2 separate regions of the Oryctolagus cuniculus genome follow, and region 1 is linked to region 2. A link is a contact called in public Hi-C data. All regions are on one chromosome and are shown on one strand. Each heading gives the region's core, a stretch centred on a gene start, on an enhancer-like site or on the middle of the called end of the contact. The rest is flanking DNA. Distances are from core to core; before and after follow the strand shown.

Region 1 (6,693 bases), core at 47-2,546, 78 kb after region 2:
CGGGTGTTCCTGTTTCACAGAGAAGAAACTCAGGGGTCAGAGAACACACTCAGGAAAAGCACTTCCAGATCATGGGCTCTGGAGTCCGAGACCTCTGCAGGTTATGCTCTTTTTTTTTTTTTTTTTTAGATTTATTTTATTTATTTGAAAGAAAGAGAGACAGGGAGAGAGGTCCTCCATCTGCTGGTTCATTCCCCAAAGGGCTTGGCTCCTATCTGAAACTGGGAGTCAGGAGCTTCTTCCAGGGCTCACACACGGGTGCAGGGGCCCAAGGACTTGGGCCATCCTCTGCTGCATTCCCAGGTGCATTTGCAGAGAGCTGGATAGGAAATGGAGCAGCCAGGACTCGAACCGGTGCCCATATGGGATGCCGACGCTGCATGCTGGGGCTTTAACCCACTGTGCCACAGCACTGGCCCCGAGCTTATACTCCTAGTCACCATGCTGCAGCCCTTTCTCTTGGGGCCTTCTCACTGCAGCATATAACAACAGATGCACACCACAGGGCACGAGTGAGCCAGCTCTCCAGGAGAGGAAAGGGAAGAGGCATAGCAGGAGGTGACCCGGAGACCGTACCCAGGAGCTGGATTCCTTGGCTCTTCAAGAATTTTACAGCCTCAGAGCTGGAGAACCTGAGCTCCTCCCAGGGCCAGAGAGGAAAGTCCAGAGCTGGTGACGGCAGCAGAGAGCACCCTGATCTGGGCTTCTGGGGAGACAGCAGGCAATTGGATGTGCCACTGGAGTACTGTGGTGAGAAGGATTCTGAGACCACATCCTTGTTGAGCATGAAGAGTGCTTTGATGGATTAGCGATGTCTGCAAGGGGCACAGCAGTTGGAATGTCCACACACATGCCATAGATTGGCCATCCTGAATTTAGTATAATTTCTTCATTGTACAGATAAGCAAACTAAGGCCCAAAGAAGGGAAGGGATTTGCCCAGGACCTCCCAGTGGGTAAGGGAGAACCAGGGTCAGAACTCAGACTCCATCTGTGGGGGGCTGGGCCCTGGCTCTCAGCTGCCCCGCTGCCCGCAGGCACCACGGCCCTCTACCTGTTCCTGGGCATGCACCCCGACCTCAGCAGCAACTACCCGAGCTCGGAGACCTTTGAGGAGATCCAGTTTTTTAACGGCCACAACTATCATAAAGGCATCGACTGGTGAGTGGGCGCATCTGTCCTGCAGCACGCCAAGGCCGTCGCGGGGCCTCTGGGGAGCTCTGCCGTGGCCACAGCAGGAAGCAGCTGGCGCCTGCTCACACGCAGCTGAAGTTCCTGTAAACAGGGACACGGCATGGTGACCCTGGAGTCGTGTGAGAGCCTCACAGACAGGACGCCAATGAGGCTCTGTGCGTCATCCACCCATGGCCAGCCCCTCCCTTGCTTGCACAGAAGCAGGCTGAGTCCTGGTTGGGGGGGAGGGGGCACGTCCAAGTTCCCAAGGTCTGCTGGGGACAGGGCAGGGGCCAAGCCCTGGATGTTCTGCCGGAGGAGCTGGCTGACGTGGAGCAGAAGGTGTTCTGGGCCCCCTCAGAGGCAACTCCGTGGCCTGCAGGATGTCACCTGCTTCCCACCTGGACCTGTATGCAGAGGCTGTGTTGAGGGAGAGTGGAATGGCTTTTTCTCTCCCAGTTTTCAATTTGCATCTTCTCCCCCACTTGCCTTTTTAAATCTTGTATGTGTATTACTGTTGCTATGTTACTGTCAACAGAGTACCTGGCTGGTATCTTATCTGTCACTTCTGTGTTCGTCTGTCTGTCTGGCTTTGTGTACCTGTCCATGTATCTATGTCTGCTATCTCTTATCTAAAACCCACTGTGGCCACGTGTATTCTTGGAAGTCAGCATTGATCAGATTGTAGAAAGGTAATGTGTGCAAAGCTGTCTGCTTACGCAATATCTTCGGCAGGGCCTGGGCAGCACCCTATTAGCAAGTACATTAACATGTCTGTAACCAAGTAGGCGAGTGTTTCCAGGAAGGAAGGTTAGTACCTCAGGATTTGCACAAAGCATCTGTTTTCAGAGCTTTCTCAGTTTAGATTTTACAAAGCATTGTGGGCAGAGAAAGTTCAGGAAGGTGAGAGAGAACACGACTGCTTGGCCGCATTGCCCGGATTCTGGTTTTGTAGGTGGGTGTAAGGTAGAATGCAAGAATCCAACAGGTCCCAGGTGTTGCTTGCTTGCCTGCCTTCAGGATTGATAGATTTGTCTGAAAGGCAGAGTGACAGAGAGAGGAAGAGACAGGGATCTTCCATCCATTGGTTCACTCCCTAGATGGCCAGCACTGTGCCAGGCTGGAGCCAGGAGCCAGGAGATAGGAGCATCAGCCAGGAGCTAGATCAGAAATGGAGCAGCCAGGACTCCAACTGGTGCCCCTGTGGAATGCCGGTGTCGCACGCACCCCAGGTGTTTCTGGTTGGGGAGTCTTCAGGACCACCCTAGAGAAACCCTCGAACCCTCGTCTTTTAATTAGGATGGGCTTTACCTCCCACCCACCCCAAGTCATGCTCTGATTTTGCACCAGTCAGTGCTGTTAGGAGGCCTGGAGCGATCTTTTTTTTTTTTTTTTTTTTTTTTTTTTAAGGTTTTTATTTATTTACTTGAAAGTCAAAGTTACACAGAGAGAAGTAGAAGCAGAGAGAGAAAGAGAGAGGTTTTCCATCCACTGGTTTACTTCCCAGATGGCCGCAACTGCTGGAGCTGGGCCAATCTGAAGCCAGGAGCTTCTTCGGGGTCTCCCACGCGGGTGCAGGGGCCCAAGGACTTGGGCCATCTTCTACTGCCTTCCTAGGCCACAGCAGAGAGCTGGATTGGAAGTGGAGCAGCCAGGACTTGAACCGGCCCCCATATGGGATGTTGGCACTGCAGGTGGCAGTTTACCTACTACCTCACAGCGCCGGCCCCTGGCGTGATCATTTATTCTTCCCAGGGGCCCTGAACCCAGAGGTGGTAGGTGAGGCATGAGTTGTTTTTGGTTTTGTTTTTTTTTTGAGACATCAATCTTGAGAGCTGTGCTCACCCATGGCAGCCTGGGGAGAGGGTGAGTGGTAGGAGGTGAGTGCTGCTCCCTTGCCCCTGGTCCAAAGTGACAGCCACCAAAGGTCAGGAAGGAAACTGCCCTCTGCCAGCGGTCTGTGGTCCTGAGGTGGTTCTGCTTTGAGCCCAAGCTCGCCCCCTAGAGGCGAAGAGAGGTAGCGCCTTGTCAGTTGAGCAGTGGGAGCATCCTATGGGCAGATCCTGGCATTTAGGAGGGAATTCCATTCTCCATCCCCATGCCCTGCAACCTGCAGGGTCTCCAGGTCCTCCTGGCCCCACGGCTCCCCTGGGAAGGCAACAGAGCAGAGAGGCTGCCAAGCGGCCATGCCAACAGCAGTCCTTAGGCCCCACCTGTTCTCAGAGGAAGTCCCAGCCGGCGACCCTCACCTCCTCATGCTAGCCCCCCCCCCCCCCATATTCCTTCCTCATGGTCTTGCCTGGGTATCCTGCAGGTACATGGAGTTCTTCCCCATCCCTTCCAACACCACCTCCGACTTCTACTTTGAGAAGAGCGCCAACTACTTCGATTCCGAAGTGGCGCCCCGGCGGGCGGCCGCCCTATTGCCCAAGGCCAAGATCCTGACCATCCTCATCAACCCGGCAGACCGGGCCTATTCCTGGTACCAGGTGAGCGGGGTGGGGCGGAAGTCCCTGAGTGGAAGGTGCAGGCCATGTCTGCCACAGTTGCTTGCTAAGCACCTTCCGTGTACAGCCCTGAGCGAGGCACCTGCTGTGAGCTGGCAGGTGGAGCCAGCTGGCCTGGTAGAGGAGACAGTCAGAAATTGATGCCCACTCGTCTGGTGTCTTGTGGGGTCCTCCCTCTGATTCTGACCCCAATAAGAAATGGAGGTGGACTCAGGCTGGAGGAAGCCTGGATCTGATGGACAGTGACTGTAGCTTCCTCACTGGACACTGGGATAGGGGGAGCTGGAACTCAGAGAAGGGCAAGGCCCAGGCCCTGTCGTCCACTCAGGCCAGGCAGCCCCTGCCCTGTGACACATCACAGAGGTGCAAAGAGGGCATGCATCCCAGTCCCTGCGGGAAGTGTTTAAGAAAAGAACTGTCTCAACTCCCCAGACCTGAGTGCCAGTCCCCTGGGCCTGTAGGAAAGCTTGTGAGCGAGGGGAGTCCCTTCCCTGCCACCAGTCTTCCTGGGCTGTGCCACTGCTGAGTACATGCAGTGATTCCCAGGTGGGGCCCTGGCGGGCAGAGGACGAGACTGCTGTCCTGATCAACTCAGCACCAGCTGTCTTCTGGGGGTGGGAAGACCTGGGTGTAGCCTGTGCTTTCCTGGGAAGTGTCCATTCTCCTGGCCAGGACAGCCTCTTGAGTCACCTTTGGGAGCATCTTGCCACCCTGTTCCTTTGGGGACTGTGGTGTCTAGTCCCCCTCTGGGGTCCCCGGCAGGAAGCAAGTGCAGGCCGTCTTTGCTGCTGGCCCCACAGCTCTCTGTCCGATCATCCCATCTCTCCCTGAGCCAAGTGGGGCGCCCTCTCTTCCTCTTGTTCTCTAGAAATTTTGTTTATGCCCTGAGCTCTGCCTTTTTTTTTTTTTTTTTAAAGATTTATTTATCTATTTGAAAGACAGAGTTACAGAGAGAGGTAGAGACAGAGAGAGAGGTCTTCCATCCGCTGGTTCACTCCCCAACTGGCCACATCAGCCGGAGCTGCGCCAAATCCAAAGCCAGGAGCCAGGAGCTTCTTCCAAATCTCCCACGTGGGTGCAGGGGCCCAAGGACTTGGTCCATCTTCCACTGCTTTCCCATGCATGTTATCAGGGAGCTAGATTCAAGTGGAGCAGCTGGGACTCGACCCGGTGCCCATATGGGATGCCAGCACTGCAGGCCAGGGTTTTAACCCACTGCGCCACAGCTCCGGCCCTGAGATCTGCCTTTCTTATGGGCGTTGTCTTTTGGGGAATAAAACCCCAGAAACACTCGTAGCCCTTTTTTCTTTTCTGCTGTGCCAGGTCCCGGTTCTCTGCTCTGGCTGCCTCGTGGCAGGGAGTGATAAATGCAGGGGTAGAGGGAACCTCCATGGGTTGAGCCAGCCTGTGTTCAACATAGTGGCAGGGCTCCACACGTGCCACCTCGCTGGAGCCTCAGAGCAGCTGGCTAGGGGGCAGAGGGGTGTGTGTGGGGGGGTCCATCCCCCTTTCTCACCGATGGTTTCATTAAGTTTTGTTATGTGGCATTTTGGTGGGGTTTTTTTCTTATGTTTATTTATTTGAAAGGCAGAGCAGCAGAGAGGGACACACACACACACATCTTCCATCATGTAGTTCTCTCCCCAAATAGCCACAGTAGCCAGGGCTGGGCCAGGCTGAAGCCAGGAACCAGAAACTCATACCAGGTTTCCCACATCGGTGGCAGGAACCCAAGTACTTGAGCCACTATCTGCCACCTGCTAGCGTGTACATTAGCAGGAAACTGGATGAGAAGCCGAGTAGCCAGGATCCCAACCAGGAACTCCAGTATGGGACGGTGTCCCAAGCAGTGGCTTAAGCCAGCGTGCCCCAGCACCTGCCCCGAGGCAGTGGTTTGAACGGCTGTCTTCTCAATCCAAGGCCCTGTTCTGTGCTGCCCTGGGCTGTGGGTTGGCTGGTGTGACAGGGTGTCCCCTGTGGGCTGGTCCTGGAGCACTGAAATTTGGGAATTCGGCGGACGCTGATGGCCCACAGCGCTGTCATAGGAGACTCAGGCTGGCCCTCTCCCCCTGACGGTGCTGCTTTCCCAATCCTTCGGAGTCTTGCAAAGGAGAAACGTGTGGTTTGGCGCAAGTGACTCCTGCAGCTGTTCCGACATTGCTAAGCTCCGTTTTCAGCGCAAGGCTCTAGGCTGGAGTGCACGTTGGTTCGTGGCTGGCACTGAGGAACACTGCCTCGGGTTTATCATGTCTATAAATAGCTGCCTTCAAGGGATAGCACTGCATCTAGTTTCCTTCTGAAACAAGTCTGAGTGAGGAAGGAAGGCGAGCCCGTGACGCTGACCCGGGTATGTGCACGCGCTCTGTGGTGGCGGCAGGACTCACAGACATGAGGTGTGAGGGGCCGCATCTACATACCCTGGCCTGGTGCAGCTCCCAGCTTGCAAAGAGAGGAAAACCAGGGCTCCAGGGCAGGGACTTCGCTGGGACCAAACAGCAGTGAGGCAGAGCCAGGGACTCGAACATGGGGCTCCCGGCTCGAGCCTCAGGTCTTCTGGCCACTCGCTGGGCTGCTGTCCCCTGACGGCCTCCGTGTGACATGCCACCCTGGGTCTTGCCCACAGCACCAGCGAGCCCACGACGATGCCGTGGCCCTGAAGTACACCTTCCACGAGGTGATCACTGCCGGCCCCGACGCGTCCTCGAAGCTCCGCACCCTACAGAACCGCTGTCTGGTCCCCGGCTGGTACGCCGTACACATCGAGCGCTGGCTCAGCGCCTTTCATGCCAACCAGGTAGCCGCCTGGCCCGAGTCTGAGGGAGCAGACGCTGTATGGGCATCCCTGTGCCCAGTCCCAGGGCTGGGAATGCCCTCCCTGGAGGGAAAGCCAGGCTTCTGGGCCTGTGGGGAGGTTGTAGTGCTTGACACAGGAGGCCCCCCCACCATGCCTCACCCCATCAGAGCAGGCTCTGCAGCCCTCAGGGACCCAGAGAGCCTGCAGTTGTTAGGGAGGC
Region 2 (6,979 bases), core at 563-3,062:
GCCAGAAACCCCTTTCCCTGGCTGTCAAAGCAAACTCCAAGTTTGCTCCTGGGTCTCCATCTCCCCTGCACCCAAGGCTGGGCTCTACTCTCATCTCTGCCTCACTAAACCCCAATTCTCCCTGTACTTAGGGGATGTCAACTGATGGCTAAAAAGCCAAGCACAGCAGGCAAGGGCCTCCGAAATATACACAGCACAAGCACTTACTGGTCACTGCACAACTCCAGTCTGAACAACCACTCTGCAAGCCTACGCCTCTCTCTGGGCCTCAGTTTCCCACAAAGAAGCTGAGGAACGTCTGGTGATTTGCTCAGGGCGAAACAGCCAGTCAGGTGCGAAGCACAGAGCAGAACCTGCTCAGGAGGGCTCTGGGTCTCCTGATCCCTGGATACTATTCAAAGGTCAGGCTCCATCAGTCTGCATTATGAGACTGGGGGGACACATACACACACAACCCGTGTTGTGAGTCAAAGCCTCAAAGATCACAAAACACAGGGAGGCCAAGGGCACTGCCTGTCCTTGCACTGAGGGAGGCTGTCTTGAAGGCTTCCTGAGAAAGCCCACTGCCCGAATCCTGCACCAGCTCCTCAGTGCAGCACCCGAGGGCTCCTCATGGGCACAGCCCTCAAGCCTCATCTCCTACGCCTCCCCTGCTCCTCCAAAAACCAACCTAAAAGCTCCTCTTGGGGAACTTATCTCGACACCCTCCCACAACCAAAGTTTAGGGCCAAATCCTTGCATTTTCACTAGCACCAAAAAGGCAAAGAAACATGTCTGTTAGGAAGGCTATCGAAAAAGATCCATTCCAGAAACTCAATACTGAGACCAAGTGCTGAGCTCAGGTGGACAACGTTAGCGGCTTCCACCCACAGACCAGAAATTGCCAGCACCACCCGAGTACGGCGAAGGTGCCGCAAGGGTCCACTTGGAGAAGCCTACAGGGCCGAGTAGCTTTCATGAAGGATGCGTGAACCACAGCCATGGGACTAACTACCGGCTGATGCCAACCGGCATTTCTCTGACCTCAACGTCGCCCTGCACTGGAGACCAGAACGAGCCTCTCGAGTTATTAACGCGTGGCGGGGGACGTGCAGTCCCTACCTTCAGTTTCCGCCTCCCAGAGACTCGCCCTGAGTGCCTACAACACGCAACGTGCCTGACTCGGCGACAAGTCACCCCGATGCGGAAGGCGTGCGTGACCCCGTGCCGGCGTCCCCACGGAATTCATTCCCAAGGGTCCACGACAAGATCGGTGCTACCGTGATTCCCATTCACCAGGTAAGGAGACAGACTCGAGGAGAGGCGCGGGCATGGGGTACCCGGGACGAAACTGAGTCCAGACCAGAGCTTCCAAAATCCGCAGGGGCCCAGCTCCCCTCACCACGCTGTGAGGATGCTCAAACGTGGGTAAGGCAGAGGCACCGCACCCAGACATAAAGGGCTGGATCCACACGCACCCCCTAACCCCATAAGCTCCTCCCTGAAATCAGCCGGCCGCCTTCCGACACACGGCGCAAAATCGATCCCGGCCGGGGCGGGCTCCGGGCCGGCCGCTAGCGCGTCTGTCCCCCGCCATCTGGCCCGGTCCCCGCAAATACACCCCAACCCAGCGCCTCTAACCCCGCCGAGCCTACCAGCCGCAGGATGGAGCTCGATTGTCCAGGCCGGGAACTCTTACCTGCGCGTCTTCGCCGGACTCCGCTACCGGAAAGAGAAGGAAGGAGCGGGAGGGGCCTCGGATCACTTCCGTGTCCCGGAAGTGTACCTCCGGGGTCACGGGGCGAGGTGGAGTCACCGAGCCAGAGCGGCTCCCGGAAGACACCGCCTGTGTGTTTTCCGAAGAGATTAAGGTTGCCCTAGGGAAAGACGTTTAACTTAAGGGACAGCGAAAGGAGGCAGAGGGCTGGGCGTCGCTGCGAGCAGGTTTGCCTACGCGACTGCACGCAGCCGACACGTCCTCCGGGCGAGGCGGGCCCGTGTCCCAAGATGGCGGTGGCGCGGTTAGATGACTTCCGCCGCCGTGACTCCGACCCTGACAGCCTGGGCGCTGCAGCGCGCCTCGTGGTGCGGAGGGGAATAGCAACAACAAAGCGCCTTAATCGTATCCCTTTCTCCTACTGTGTACTTGGCAAAATAAGAAAACTTATCTGCTAACCTGGGTAAGCAGTTTATATATGTTGCTTCCTTTCATTCTCACATTATCGAACAGATGCTGATTTCTCGTTTACGGATAAGGGCTGCTGAGCTGACACATTGGTGGTACATTTGGGATTCTGCCACTAAAGCCCGAGTAGATGGAAATATAGAGGAGCTGAGGCGTGCACTTAGCAGAGATGGGCATCTGTTGCAGATACAGACGCACATACGTATATACATATGCATATGGAACATCTATATATGGAATGTATGCAGCGCATAATAAATCAGCGACCATGAGGACCAGCGCTGTGGCGCAGTGCCTTAAGCCGCCACCTGCCATGTTCCTGTCCCGGCTGCTTCACTTCGATGCAGGTCCCTGCTGATGGCCTGGGAAAGGCAGGAAGATGGCCCAGGTGCCTGGGCCCCTCACACCCCTGTGTGAAACCCAGAGGAAGCTCCTGCCGCCTGTCTTTGGCCTGGCTCAGTCCCTCTGTAACTCTTTCAATAGATAAGTAAATCTTAAAACAAAAGAAAACAGAAAAAAACTATTACCTAAATTGAGCTGAAGTCATTCAGAGAAGGGTCAATTCCCAAAAAGCTATATGCTGTTCTGCATGATCACATTTATTTTTTTAAAAGATTTTATTTATTTGAGAGGTAGAGTTACAGCAGTGAGAGGCAGAGAGAGAGAGAAAGGTCTTCCAACTGCTGGTTCACTCCCCAATTGGCCGCAATGGCCAGAGTTGCACCTATCCGTAGCCAGAAGCCAGGAGCATCTTCCGGGTCTCCCACGCAGGTGCAGGGTCCCAAGGACTTGGACCATCTACTGCTGCTTTCCCAGGCCACAGCAGAGAGCTGGATTGGGAGAGGAGCAGCCAGGACTAGAACTAGCGCCCATATGGGATGCCAGCGCCGCAGGCAGAGGATTAACCTACTGAGTCACCGCACTGGCCCCTATTTTTTTTTTTTTAAGATTTATTTATTTATTTGAAAGAAGTACAGAGACAGAGATCTTCCGTCTGCTGGTATCTCCCCAAAAGACCGCAGCAGCCAGGGCTGGACTAGGCTGAATCCAGGAGCCAGCAGTGTCATTCGGGTCTCCTATGTGAGTAGCAGGGGCCAAAATACTCATGCCATCTTCTGCTGTTTTCTCAGGCCATTGGCAGGGAGCTGGATCAGAATTGGAGCAGCTGGGACTCATTCATGTGGGATGCCAGTGTGGCAGGTGGCGGTTTAACCCTCTACACCACAATGCCAGCCCTGGGAATAGTTTTGTTTTGTTTTTTAATATTTATTATTTATTCATTTGAAAGGCAAAGTTGCAGGGAGAGAGGGAGGGAGAGACAGAAAGGGATATCTTCCATTTGCTGGTTCACTCACCAAATGGCCGCAACAGCCAGAGCTGGGCCAGGCCAAAGCCAGGAGCCAGGAGCTTCTTCCAAGTCTCCCGCGTGGGTGCAGGGTCCCAAGGAGTTAGGACATCCTCCACTGTTTTCCTAGGTACATTAGCAGGGAGCTAGATTGTGAGTGCAGCAGCTGGGACTCGAACTGGGCGTCCATATGGAATTCTAGCATCGCAGGCGGAGGCTTAACCCGCTACACCACAACACCAGACCTGGAATAGTTCATTTTGAAAAATGCGGCGTGAGAGCAGGCATTTAGATTTTTGGTTAAGGTGCCTGCATCCCACATCAGAGTCCTTGAGTTCAGTTCTGACTCTAGCTACTGACTAACGTAGAACTTGGGAGGCAGCCATGATGGCTTAAGTGGCTGTCACCTATGTGGGAGACTTGGATTCCTACTGCCTCCTGGCTTTGGTCTAATAAGTTTATAGAAAAATGAAATTAAACGATAACTGTACTTTTTAGATGTAGTGTCTTTTTTCCCCTTTATGAAAGTAATTACATGGCTGGCGTTGTGACATAGTGGATTAAACTGCCACCTGCGATGCTGGCATCCCATATGGGTGCCAGTTTGAGTCCTGGCTGCTCCAGTTCTGATCCACATTCCTGCTAATGTGCCTGGGAAAGCAATGGAGGATGGCCCAAGTCCCTGGGCCCCTGCACTCACATGGGAGACTTGGAAGAAGGTCCTGGCTACTGGCCTTGGTTTGGCTGAATCCCAGCCATTGCAGCCACTTGGGAAGTGAACCAGTGGATGGAAGATTCTCTGTGTGTCTAACTCTGCCTTTCAAATAAAATAAATATTTTTTTAAAAAGTTATTATAGGGGCTGGCACTGCAGTGTCAGTATTCCATATGGGAACCAGTTTGAGTCCCAGCTGCTCCATTTCCGATCCAGCTCTCTGCTGTGTCCTGGGAAGGATGGCCAAGTCGTTGGGCCCCTGCACCTATGTGGGAGATCCGGAAGAAGCTCCTGGCTCCTGGCTTCAGATCTGCTCAGCTCCAGCTGTTGCGGCCATCTGGGGAGTGAACCAGCAGTGGAAGATCTCTCTTTCTGCCTCTGCCTCTCTGTGACCCTGCCCTTCAAATAAATAAATAAATCTTAAAAAAAAAAATTAAATGCAGAGACTGGCATTGTGGCACAGCATTTTTTTTTTCAAGAGGGACAGATGAGGGATTAAACACTGTTGGTGTCTTTTTTTCAGGATTCTCTCTCTTTTTTAAAGATTTTTTTAAACATTTATTTATTTGAAATTCAGAGTTACACACAGAAAGAGAGGCAGAGAGAGAGAGAGAGACAGAGGGAGAAAGAGAGAGGTCTTCCATCTGGTAGTTCACTTCCCCGTTGACTGCAACAGCTGGAGCTGTGCTTATCCGAAGCTAGGTGTCAGGAGCTTCCTCCAGATCTCCCACGCAGGTACAGGGGCCCAAGGACTTGGGCCATCTTCTACTGCTTTCCCAGGCCATAGCAGAGAGCTGGATCAAAAGTAGAACAGCTAGGACTCGAACCAGCACCCATATGGGATGCCGGTACTGAAGGCGACAGGCTTACCTGCTATGTCACAGTGCCGGCACCTAAGGATTTATTTATTTATTTATTTGAAAGGCAGTGTTGCAGAAAGAGACAGAGAGAGAGAGAGAGAGAGAGAGAGAGAGAGAGAGGTGCTTCATCCGCTGGTTCACTCCTCAAATGGCTGCAACGGCCGGAGCCCATCCAGAGCCTGGCCCATCCAGAGCCTGGCCCATCCAGAGCCAGGAGCCACGTGGGTGCAGGGGCCCAAGGACCTGGGTCATCCTCTGATAGTTTTCCAGGCCATAGCAGAGAGCTGGATCAGAAGAAGAGCAGCTGGGTCTCAGACTGGTGCCCATATGGGATGCCAGTACCACAGTAGGTAGCTTTACCCGCTGCAGCACAGCACCAGCTCCAGGGCACTGCATTTTTTTCTAAAGATTTATTTTATTTATTTGAAAGACAGAGTTACAGAGAGAGGTAGAGAGAGAGAGAGAAGTCTTTCATCTGCTGGTTCACTCCCCAGATGGCTGCAACGGCCCAAGCTGTGCCGATCTGAAGCCAGGAGCCAGGAGCTTCTCCTGGGTCTCCCATGTGGGTGCAGGGGCCCAAGGACTTTAGCCATCTTCTGCTGCTCTCCCAGGCCATAGCAAAGAGCTAGATCAGAAAAAGAGGAGTAGCCAGGACTAGAACCAGTGCCCATATGGGATGCTGGTGCTGCAGGCCGGGGCTTTAACCTGCTGCACCCCAGTGCCGGCCCCATGGGCACAGCATTTTAAGCTGCCACATGTGAAATTGGCATCCCAGATCAGAGCACCGGTTTGAGTCCTGACTGTTTCACCTCCGATCCACCTCCCCACTAGTGTGCCTGGGAAAGCAGGGGGTAATGGCCCAAGTGTTTGAGCCCCTGCTACCCGCGTGCGAGACTCAGATGCATTACTGGCTCCTGGCTTTGACCTGACCCAGTCCCCTCTGCTGCAGCCATTTGAGGAGAGAATTGGCCAATGGAAGATCTCTTTCTCTCTCTCGCATAAATGGCTTAGGTCCAAGTACTTGGATCATCTGCTGCTGCTTTCCCATATGAAAGCGCCAGTTTCAGTCCTTGCTACTCTGCTTCCAGTCCAGTTCCCTGCTAATGAGCCCGGAGACAGCACGTTATGGCCCAAGTACTTAGGCCCCTGCCACTCACATGGGAGACCTGGGTGGAATTCCTGGCTCCTGGCTCCAGCCTGGTTCAGCCCCGGCTGTTGTGGCCATTTGGGGAATGATTCAATAGTTGGAAAACCTTTCTCTCTCCCTCTACATTTCATATGAATAAATACATTTTCAAAGCATACCCCAAAGGGCCGGCGTTGTGGCATAGTAGGTTAAGTATCTTCCTGTGGCGCCAGCATTCCATATGGGAGTCCATTTGAGTCCTACTTCTGATCCAGCTCTCTGCTATGGCCTGGGAAAGCAGGGGAAGATGTCCCAAATGCTTGGGCCCCTGCAGCACTTGGGAGACCCAGAAGCAGCTCCGGGCTCCTGGCTTCAGATTGCCCTAGCCCCACTGTTGCGGCCACTTGGGGAGTGAACCAGCAGATGAAAGATCTTTCTCTCTGTCTTTTTCTCTCTCTGTCTGTAACTCTGCCTCTCAAATAAATGAATAAATCTGTCTTTTTTTTTTTTCCGAAGAGCATACCCAAAACCCCACATCTTCCTTCTCTCGCTTCTGTCCCCAGCGACTCAGTCCTCTCCCTTGAAAGTAACAGGTACTAGCCATGTTGCAGCATTTTAACCACTAGTGACGATTCCTTGTACATTGCAGCACTGTTTATATACTCGGTTCTCTACTGATGGATATTTAGGTTATTTCCAGAACTTGCAAGTATAAACAGATCTGTCAAGAACACATTTGTAGTATTCTTTCTCAGGATAAAGTGCTAAAA

What was found. A called contact is a pair of places that touch in the nucleus more often than the background predicts.
Region 1: a contact with region 2 is called in a Hi-C map of embryonic fibroblasts, with 3 times the contacts expected there. The contact joins the enhancer-like site here to the promoter of RPS14 in region 2. A contact is called at or near these places in 4 of 6 Hi-C or Micro-C datasets (ear pinna, embryonic fibroblasts, psoas muscle and 1 more).

The regions. Positions count from the first base shown.
Region 1 is chr6:37,790,220-37,796,912 of mOryCun1.1, forward strand. It overlaps NDST1 (N-deacetylase and N-sulfotransferase 1), which reads left to right. Exons shown (of 15, transcript XM_051843523.2): 10 at 1,019-1,160; 11 at 3,487-3,661; 12 at 6,303-6,473. Among named protein-coding and RNA genes, the nearest start is that of SYNPO, 48 kb to the right of the region's middle. Within about 2 kb of position 1,297, at least 1 of the 8 cell types and tissues checked has an H3K27ac peak or open chromatin away from gene starts, as enhancers often do.
Region 2 is chr6:37,711,635-37,718,613 of mOryCun1.1, forward strand. RPS14 (ribosomal protein S14) reads right to left here and starts at 1,813. Exons shown (of 5, transcript XM_002710308.4): 1 at 1,679-1,813. NDST1 (N-deacetylase and N-sulfotransferase 1) reads left to right here and starts at 2,024. Exons shown (of 15, transcript XM_051843523.2): 1 at 2,024-2,159.